Regions from separate parts of the Macaca mulatta genome. Here all the other regions are linked to region 1. A link is a contact called in public Hi-C and Micro-C data. All regions are on one chromosome and are shown on one strand. Each heading gives the region's core, a stretch centred on a gene start, on an enhancer-like site or on the middle of the called end of the contact. The rest is flanking DNA. Distances are from core to core; before and after follow the strand shown.

Evidence for each region. Hi-C and Micro-C count contacts between places; a contact is called where the count stands out from the background.
Region 2: a Hi-C map of blood shows a contact between it and region 1, with 1.8 times the contacts expected there. The contact joins the promoter of PSMD5 here to the promoter of PHF19 in region 1. A contact is called at or near these places in 2 of 14 Hi-C or Micro-C datasets (blood and fetal cortex germinal zone).
Region 3: a Micro-C map of CD4 T cells shows a contact between it and region 1, with 10 times the contacts expected there. The contact joins the promoter of TRAF1 here to the promoter of PHF19 in region 1. A contact is called at or near these places in 6 of 14 Hi-C or Micro-C datasets (CD4 T cells, blood, cortical neurons and 3 more).

The regions. Positions count from the first base shown.
Region 1 is chr15:37,317,601-37,320,671 of T2T-MMU8v2.0, forward strand. It overlaps PHF19 (PHD finger protein 19), which reads left to right and starts at 1,507. Exons shown (of 15, transcript XM_077968195.1): 1 at 1,507-1,647.
Region 2 is chr15:37,357,478-37,360,351 of T2T-MMU8v2.0, forward strand. PSMD5 (proteasome 26S subunit, non-ATPase 5) reads left to right here and starts at 1,480. Exons shown (of 11, transcript XM_077968213.1): 1 at 1,480-1,731. The coding sequence starts at 1,559. LOC106993618 (a long non-coding RNA gene) reads right to left here and starts at 1,372. Exons shown (of 4, transcript XR_013405630.1): 1 at 1-1,372.
Region 3 is chr15:37,267,853-37,271,068 of T2T-MMU8v2.0, forward strand. TRAF1 (TNF receptor associated factor 1) reads left to right here and starts at 1,835. Exons shown (of 8, transcript NM_001265893.1): 1 at 1,835-2,001; 2 at 2,255-2,620. The coding sequence starts at 2,481.

The DNA of each region.
Region 1 (3,071 bases), core at 257-2,756:
ACCTCAAGTGATCCACCCGCCTTGGCCTCCCAAAGTGCTGGGATTACAGGCATGAGCTACCTTGCCCGGCCTATCTGGACTGCTGTTCATGGATAATTCATTAATTTCTAAATTTTCACAATTATGTGCTGAATGACTGGAGTGGAGTCATTGAATTGTAGCTGTGAGTATCTTCCACTTTCTTACATGTTGCCAAACTGTTCTCCAAAATCGTTTTGCCAGTTCATATCTCCATAGGCATTTGAGGGTTCCCACCGTGCGACATCCTCACCCCCCACTCCCCTGTATTGACAGACTCGACTACCGTGCCCATCTGGTGGATGTGTAATGGTGTATCACAGTTCTCTTCATTTGCATCTCTCATGTGGCCAATGGGGTTGAACATCTTTTCACATTTTAGGTTATTTTAGCCATTTAGGTTTCCTCTTTTGTGAGTTGCCTGTTGATATCCTTAAGCCGTATTTTCAAAATTGGATCGTTGATGAGCCCATTAAACTCCCTCCACCTGGCACACCCACCTCCCTGTTTCCACAACCTAACTGAATGCTACTTTTTCTGGGAAACTTATTCTCTTTCCTCAATTCAAAGTTAGAGTTGCCTCTAAACAATCACTGGTGACACTGTACCTTTCTCGTGGCATTTATAATTTCCTGTTCAGTAGTGTTTTAACTTCTTATTTTGGTATCAAACTTTTTAGTTTACAAAAGCACCTGCTCCTTCATTGTCTTATTTGAGCATTTATGCGACAGCCCCACGAGATGGATAGTATTATTACCCTCTTTTAAACAAAGAAACATGGTGTAGGAGGGTCTAGCTAACCCAAGACCCCGTCCTGGCTCAGAGGCAGAGCTGGACTTGAAGCCAGGACAATTCAATTCCATGTGCAGCTCACAGCACAATCCCCTTATTTATTTATGCATCAACACCACCTCCTCCACGAGATTGCCAGTCCCTTGTCTCCCATCCACCTGTGTGTCTCCCATCCCCGTGCTCTAGTCCCACACAGTGGGGCCATCAAGATTCTGAATACAGAATTTCTTAAGAGAGTATTAATACAATGATCACTTACTGCACACCCACCAGCCACCAGGGGCTTTGCATATATTAACTCTAACCTTCCCAAGAACTCTATTTAGGTGAGGACACGGAGGCTTAAGAGTTAAAGTCTCAGGAGCAAGAATTGTTTAAAAAAAAAAAAAAGAGTTGAAGTGACACACTTAGGCTCCCATGGCCAGTAGTGGGTGCAGCTGGCCTATAACCTCAGAGGTGAGCACTTCCTTCTGTCATCTCTGTCCCCCAGCATCCTGAAGGCAGACCCAGCCAGCTTAGAAGCTAGTGGGAGTGTTCTGCTCCCATCATCAACCCTACCCGCGTTGGACACACGTTCTCTGAGCAGAACATGGTTAAGTAGCACAATCCTAGGGCTCCTTTGGGACTTGAAAATGTGCTCTCCGGGATTGGGAGATTTTGTGCCATGAGGCTGCTCCCAAGCTTTCCTTCCAGGTTCAGGCAGGTGCTCAGCAGTGCTAGGTTCTGCTGAGGCCCAGGATCCAGAACGGGGCAGTGAGGCAGGTGAGAGCAGGAGGATCAAGGAGCGGAAGGAAATGAGGAAGGAGGTGAGAGGATTCCTGGATCTCTGCTGAGAAGGTGAGGTGGGGGGCAGCACAGATCATGCTCCAAGGCCAGGAGGCAGAGGGCCCAGACTGAGCAACTGACAGTGAATAGGGAAGGCTCTGGGGGAAGGTGCTGGCCACAGGCCACACCCATGAAAGGACACATCCCTGTCTGGTGGGGGTGTCTGCAGAGTGGGATGGTAGCCACAGAAGTGGGCGCGGTGGACTGAGGACAAGGATGGGGGTGGGGTTATTGGTAAGCGTTTTTACCCCCTTCCCCCAAGAGTGAGTCTGGGTGAGACCATGTCTTCCTTTTCTCCCCAGGGCAGGGACCCTGTGATTGGAGCTCTGCCCACTGCCTCCATCTGCCATTCCTATGACTTTGTGCATGTTATCTTTCATTGTGTGCCCTTTATTTACATGACGTGTTATGCGTGTGGCATATATTTGCGATTGTACCATGTATTTCTGTGCACTGTCTATGCAGTTTGTTGTTTGGGGCTATTTTTCGGCCATGTAGGTTTCCTCTTTTGTGAATTGCCTTTTGATATTCTTAACCCATATTTTAAAAATTGCATTGTTAGCCCACTAAATTCCCTGGCACACCCACCAACCTATTTCCACAACCTATCTGAATGCCCCCTTTTCAGGAAAACTTGCGTCTCTTGCCCGCCTGTGTTGTTCTTGCGTTGTGGCTTTATGTGTTATGTCCGTCTACCTTATATGCATGTTCCGTTGTGTGTCTGTTGCGTACAGTGTGTTCCTCCTTGTGTATCTATGCCTATGGCTGGTGTGTACAGTACTTCTCTTTGTGGTGTGTGTCCTGTACATGCTGCGGTGTGTTCTGACCTGTGTCTGTGCGCTGTGCACTGTGTGTTGTGTATCTACATTACGCTTGGGCTGTGTCTCTGTGCCGAACGCCTGTGCTGTGAGTGCAAGCTGTTGTGTGCCCCGTTTGGCCGTCCTGGGTCTGTGTCTGCCTGTCTGCGCCAAGGGTCCGCGCCGCCCTGCTGTGTGTCTGTGCCAGGGTCCGCCGGTGCCTGCGCGCCGAGCTGTGTTTCCTCAACAAGTGTGCGAGCGGCAGTGTGCGCCATGCGCACTGCCTGGCGTCTCCGTGTGCGCCGCGGTGTGGCCGCTTCTCGGCTGGGGGCCCAGGTCCGGGATAGTGGCCGCGGAGGATGCGCGCCCGCGGGGTGGGCGGGGGCAGGCGGCGCTGCGGGGCCCGGCGGCCGCGGGCTCCAATGGCGAGGCCGGCGCGGCCCCCGCTAATTACATAAGCGGGACGTCAATAATTCGCGGGAAAACGCGAAAAAGATGGCGCCCCGCGCCCGGGGGGCCCCTTCCTGAGCGCCCCGGCCCCTCCCTCCGCCGCCTCCCCCTCCTCCCCGCGGCGCCCCCGCCCCGCCCCGCCCCCGCCGAGACCCCGACCCCGGCCCCACTGGCGGACACTCGGCCGGG
Region 2 (2,874 bases), core at 230-2,729, 40 kb after region 1:
ATAAAGTGGCAATGGTGATTCTGGGTGTGTTCACAAGAAAACAGGAAGGCGTTTATCTCTTTCTGAAAGACAAGTGGGGGATTAGAGTCTTTGTAAAGCAGCAGTGGTTTTATCATTTTGTCACCTGAGGCACTGCCACAAAAAAAATGAGGGAAATCCTGTCCTTAGCCTCCTCTAAGCTTTCCAGAGTTTTGTCTTTTGCCCCAAAAGTAGGAAGGCACGCACAGAAAAGATGGGTCGTCTCCTTGGTGTTGAAGACCTGTTGAGGCACATAGCCTCTCTCCAGTTGCTTGGAATACTCGGTGCCCACTCAGCATTTAAGGGTCCTTCCTCCCCATCAACCTGGTACATTGCAAAACAGCAGCGATTTTTAAAGTTCTCAAACCACCCCTTGCTCCCATGATACTTATTTGGGTTGTCCTCCCCAGATGTTTCCTACAGGTTCCCTGTGGATATATTAGGCCTGGTTGCAGATGGCCTTCCCGGTCAGATGTCGCCCTCTACCATCTGGCCCTCCACCTAAAAGGTTAACTGGATCTCCACCTTCACGATGTTTACATTACCGGGAATACACAGCAGCTTGGAGCAGATGGGCGACCAACTTTCCACACTGGTTTTTTTTGGTTTTGGGGTGGGGGGAGGGCGCCAAGGTGTTGGGGAAGCAGGGTCTTGCTGTCACCCAGGCTGGAGTGCAGTGGCATAATCACAGCTCACTGCAGCCTCGACCTCCCAGGCTTAGGTGAGCCTCCCGCTTCAGCCTCCCGAGTAGCTGAGACTACAGGTGCGTGCTACCACACCGCACTAATTTTTTTCTTCTTCTTCTTTTTTTTCTTTTTGGTAAAGACTGGGTTCTCACTATGTTGCCCAGGCTGGTTTCGAACTCCTGGGCTCAAGCGATCCTTCCGCCGCGGCCTCCCAAAGCGCTGAGATTACAGGCACGGCCACCGCGCCCACAGCTGCTTCTCCTTGGTGGACTGATCAACACCAACAAGGCGGCGCACGTCCCTATTACTCACGCCTTTGTCCGGCTCCTGGAGAATACTCATCCAGTCTTCCTGGAGGCACGACGCTCCGCCTCCTCTTGACAGGTGTCTGGCCCAGGATCAAGATTCCCCTCCAGGCCTCCGCTCCGCCTGGGGCGGCCTCACCTGCGGTCGTAGCCGCGGTGGCCTCCCTAACGGCTGCGGTCGCCGCCGCCTAGAGCCTGGTTTTGGAGCCGCGAGGCCGCCCACGAAGCTCTTTAACTTCCCGTAAGTCCCCATCCTCGCCGCTCCGCTGGCTGGGAATTTGGCAAGTCTTGCCCTACGCGATAAACACGTAAGCCAACTGGCTAACTGGCCTCCGCAATCTCCTGAGCAGCGCCCTAGATGACGCCAGACAGAGGGAGCCGCAGCCACTGGCTACAGTTGACACGGCACTAACGGACACTTCTCGCGAGGCTTGGCAGCCCCATAGCAATCTCAGGGACAAGGAGGCTGTGATCAGCAGATCTCGCGACGTTCAGGGAAGCGCCCCGGGAACCGGGCCGCTGGCCAACCCCTGCGTGGGGAGGGGCAAGATGGCGGCCCAGGCCTTGGCGTTGCTGAGGGAGGTAGCGAGGCTGGAAGCGCCGCTGGAGGAGCTACGCGCTCTTCACTCAGTGCTGCAGGCAGTGCCGCTCAACGAGCTTCGCGAGCAAGCGGCGGAGCTGCGCCTCGGCCCGCTCTTCTCCCTGCTTGATGAGAACCATAGGTGAGAGGACCCCGGGACCTTGAGCCGAGGAGAGGGGCACCCCTAAATATGGACACGAGAGTGGTTGAGGGCAAGAACAGCGCTTTTCCCAGTCACAGGGAAGGTGGAAAGTAGCCGAAATTTGCAAAGAGGGAAGGATCCCAGGTTCAGAGGGCAGGAGACGGGATTCAGGTTCAGCCTCTGGGAGTGCCCCAGGGTGTTTTCTCCCGTCGCCTGGCCTCGCTGCCTCTGAGCAGTGAGGCACTGCCTTCTCCTTCAGATAGAAATTAAAGGAGAAAAGCAAAGCTGTCCACTTACAAGGAGCATTCCACATCTCTTTGTACAGGTTCTTGATTTGTTACCTCTTCTAAAAGGATCCTGTCCTGGCAATGTGGCAAGAACCATCACCATTTTAAATTCACATGCCTTTTCATCCAGTTATTCTTGTTACAAAAATTTAATGCAAGTATACGCGCACAAAATGTGCAGTTATTTTGTTCTTTCGAACCCGAGGCTGGAATCGCCCCAAAAACAGCGGCAAGGGAGTTCCCACAAGGGAGTGCTTCAAACCTTCCCGAGATGTGGCTGGTTGGGATGCCAGAGAAAGAAGCACTGAATGCCAAGGCGATCAGTCCAAAAGGGTTTAGGGGGAACCTACGGAGGGCTGCAGAAATTATCAAGACGGACACCGGGAGAAAAGAGGTGTTCCTGGGTTTGGAGTTTAGTTGAGAGTTTAAAGGAATTTGGCTCGGGATTGAGGCCAGTTTCTTCCAGTGTTTTGGGCAACAACCTAGGTACCTTTATCAGGCCTGGGAATGTTCAAGGCCCCGGGTTTATGGTCAAGCCTGCTAGGGAAACCTGCTGCTGGCTAGGTCAGAGAGCAATCAAGGCACTCTGATTTTCCATCAGCACACAGAAAGAAAGGGGGCGACTGGAGGACCCTACAGTATTATATGCAAGAATATTTGTAACATATCGTGTGTGACACCAAAAGACTAGAAACAATCTAAATATCCGTTAACAGGGGATTCCAAATTATGCGCTACTACTCTGTAACACTATGCAGTTATTTAAGACGTTGAAGTAGATGTATATATGTATGTGGACATGGAACGATTTCTGTGTTGTTGAATGAAAAAGAAAATTGCAGAGTTTATGAATCTA
Region 3 (3,216 bases), core at 585-3,084, 49 kb before region 1:
CCCCCAGAGGATGCGGGAAGCCGGGGAAAGGAAGGGAATCCGGAAGGAAGGGCTGAGAGCCGGTCAGGTGCTGGCAGAAGGGCTGGTTGGATAGAGACTGGGACGGGCCCAGAGCATTTGGCGTCCTCGACATTCATATACACTTGGAGAGATGATTCCCTGGAGATCCAAGTGCCTGTATAGACAATCTTTTCTAGGGGTTCTACCATTAAGAACCCCTAGGAGAGGGGTTCTTAAGTGAGGAGAGGGTAGATGTAGAAATTGGAGACGAGAATAGAGTGTTGTAAAGGCATGCGTGGTTAGAGAACTGGCTCTGGGTTCAGGAGTCCCCACTCACTAGCTGTGAGACCTTCAGCAAGTCACTTAGCCTCTCTGTGCCTCGGTTTTCTCATCTCTAAGGTGGGGATGATGATGGCCATACCTGCTTCATAGAGTGACAATTAGATGAGATGATGTCTGTAAAATTACATAACACAGCACCCAAAAGTAGTACTAGTTATTTTTCCCTTTTCTTATTAGAGCAGCTTGGGCACATTTTGATGTCCGTGGGAATGAACAGGTAGAGAGGGTGGTATTGAAGCCAGAGGGGAGAGAAGGGACCCACAGATGGGGAGAGAAGTCTTGGGTGTTTGTTTTATCTCAAACCCCAGGGAAAGGAGGGAACAGGTAGGGCTGTAGGAAAGTTTGCAGCTATGGGGTACACAGTTAAAGGGAGTGTCTTCTCATGGTCTTGATGCAGGCCTGGAGGTCGTTTGCTATAGGGGTGAAGGTCCTGATGTACACTGTGGCTGTAAGATGCCGTGCCCTCTTTGCCACCAGCCTGTGGCAGCCCCGGTGTTACACCAGGGCAGGTGGGCAGTTTAATGTATCTCAGGTCCGATGACCTGCACTGCCCACCTGTGAGGCTCCAGTAGATAGATGTGAAAACACAGTGTAAGCATAATGTCCCACTTTCATCCTTTTCTCTGAGGAGCTGGAAGGCCTGTAGTCACCATCTGAGCCAAATGTCAAAGTCTTTCAAGTACTTCACTTGGGCTACACACCACACTTTGATCCACGATCTCATTTAGTCATCACAACAGTTGGGTGAAATAGGTATTATTGTCCCATTTTACAGATGCAGAATCTGAGTTTCAGAGAAGTTAAGGACTTTGTCCCAGGGCCCGCAGTTAGTAAGCAGTGGACCCAGGATTTCAACTCAGCTCTGTCTGACCTCAAAACCCATGATCTGAAACCAATGTGAAAGTTTGCAAAACCTCTGTAGCAGCTGAACTCGATGGAAAGATATGTAGGGATCGTCTTCTCCATTTAATAGATGAGACAAGAGCTGGGTACTCTGATCTCCATCAGAGATCACACGCACAGAGCTTGGGGCCCCACAGCCCTGGAGTGAATCCTGCTCCACCACCAGAGGCTGTGTGCCTTTGGACCAGGCATCTTGCTTCTCTGACCCTATGTACAGCTGCAGAAGAATTCCTTGCAGGTTGCTGTAAGGATTTGGAGGGAAACTGTTGCCCAGCACACAGTACACATGCCAGGAGCCATCGTTTCCAAGGTGTACTTCTCCTGCAAACGTGGATCTATGTCCCACTTGGCTGCTGAGACCAGCTGCCGTGATCTTGTAGTTGTTTAATGCTTTGTTCTCCTTGAGGCAGCAAAGTGGTGGCACCTGACCGGAGCATGTAGCCACCTATGACTTCCTGAGTGGGGTGGTGCAGGGAGGGCCCTGAGGAGTCTGTGGTCCTAAGGCCTTGGATTTCATCAGGGCTTTCCTGCTCCTTCTGGTTGCCTCAGTCCCAGGCAAGATAGGGTCCCAGAATCTTACAGCCTAGAAGCCACCTGTTGCGACTTCTTTTTTACAGATGGGGTCATCGGAACCCACTGTGAGGAAGTGACTTCTCTTTGAGATCATCCAGACACTCCACACAGAGCAGAGCAAAAGTGCCTAGAACTTGAAATTTTGGACTTGCCTTCAACACCCTGGGGATTTCCACCAGGAAGGTGAGCACCCCCACTGAGAATTCCAGGCTGCTCAGAGGTGCCAGGGAACACAGACCAGGGGCCAGCTATGGCCTTCTCCTCCGATGTGCCCAGGGAGGTGGGGGAAGCCAGCGGCAGCCTGCGATTCTCAGCCAGGGGAACTCTCACTGTGCTTTCTGAGAGTCTGTGACACGGGTCATTTTCTCTGACTTGCTCTCTTGCTTTTTCTCACTCTCAAAAAAAAAAAAAAAAAAATGACTGGACACTCCTAAAGCCTTCAGTCACCATCCAGGGGATTTTTATCACCACAAAGGGTAATTCCTGCTCCATCCCTGCTGTGACTCAGCTGTGACGTTGAACCACACAAGCCAGAGAGAAGAAGATAAAGTCATCAGAGCTCCTACTCACCAGAGAGTGAGGCCCAGGCCAGGACTCCACAGGGCTGGTCCCCTGTCCTGAAGCAACTTAGACAGGCCCTCTGGCCAGCCTGGGACCCTGAGATGGCATCCAGCTCAGGCAGCAGCCCACGCCCGGCCCCTGATGAGAATGAGTTTCCCTTTGGGTGCCCTCCCACCGTCTGCCGGGACCCAAAGGAGCCTAGGGCTCTCTGCTGCACAGGCTGTCTCTCTGAGAACCTGAGGTGAGGTGATGGAGGAGCGGAGGGTGGGCAGAAAGTGGGTGCCAGGGGGGACCCCTGATGGGAGGTGAGGGGCAGAGGAGCCTGTGACTTTGAGCAGGTGACTTTTCCTGTCTGGGCCTCAGTGTCCACACCCTTTTCTCACACTCCCTGACACTGCCCCTCTGGCTATGGTGGAAGGAGAGGAAGCCACAGAAAGGCGTCAGCTCCCACAGGGGAAAGCGATCACACCGAGGAGAGCCTCGAGGCTGTGAGGCCACTGTTTCACTGTGTCGCCTGGGGCACTGCTAATGTCCCTAAGCTGCAGCTTGCTTGTCTGTAAAGCTGTTTTCTGCATAGCAGAATTATTAATGAAGCCCAATGCATAATAATCACAAAAGTTCTTATAGTAACAAATATAAACCCCTTGGTGAATGACAAACTGTTAGACGAATATCTCTCCTTCCACAGCATTGCTCATCACCTCAGACTGTTTGCTGGGAACCCTTTTGGAGGGGACAAAGAGATCGATATATATTTATGTATTTAATGATATTTAAAGTATTAACCCAGAAAGGCATGACATCAGTACTATCATCAACATTCCTCTTTAAGCAATT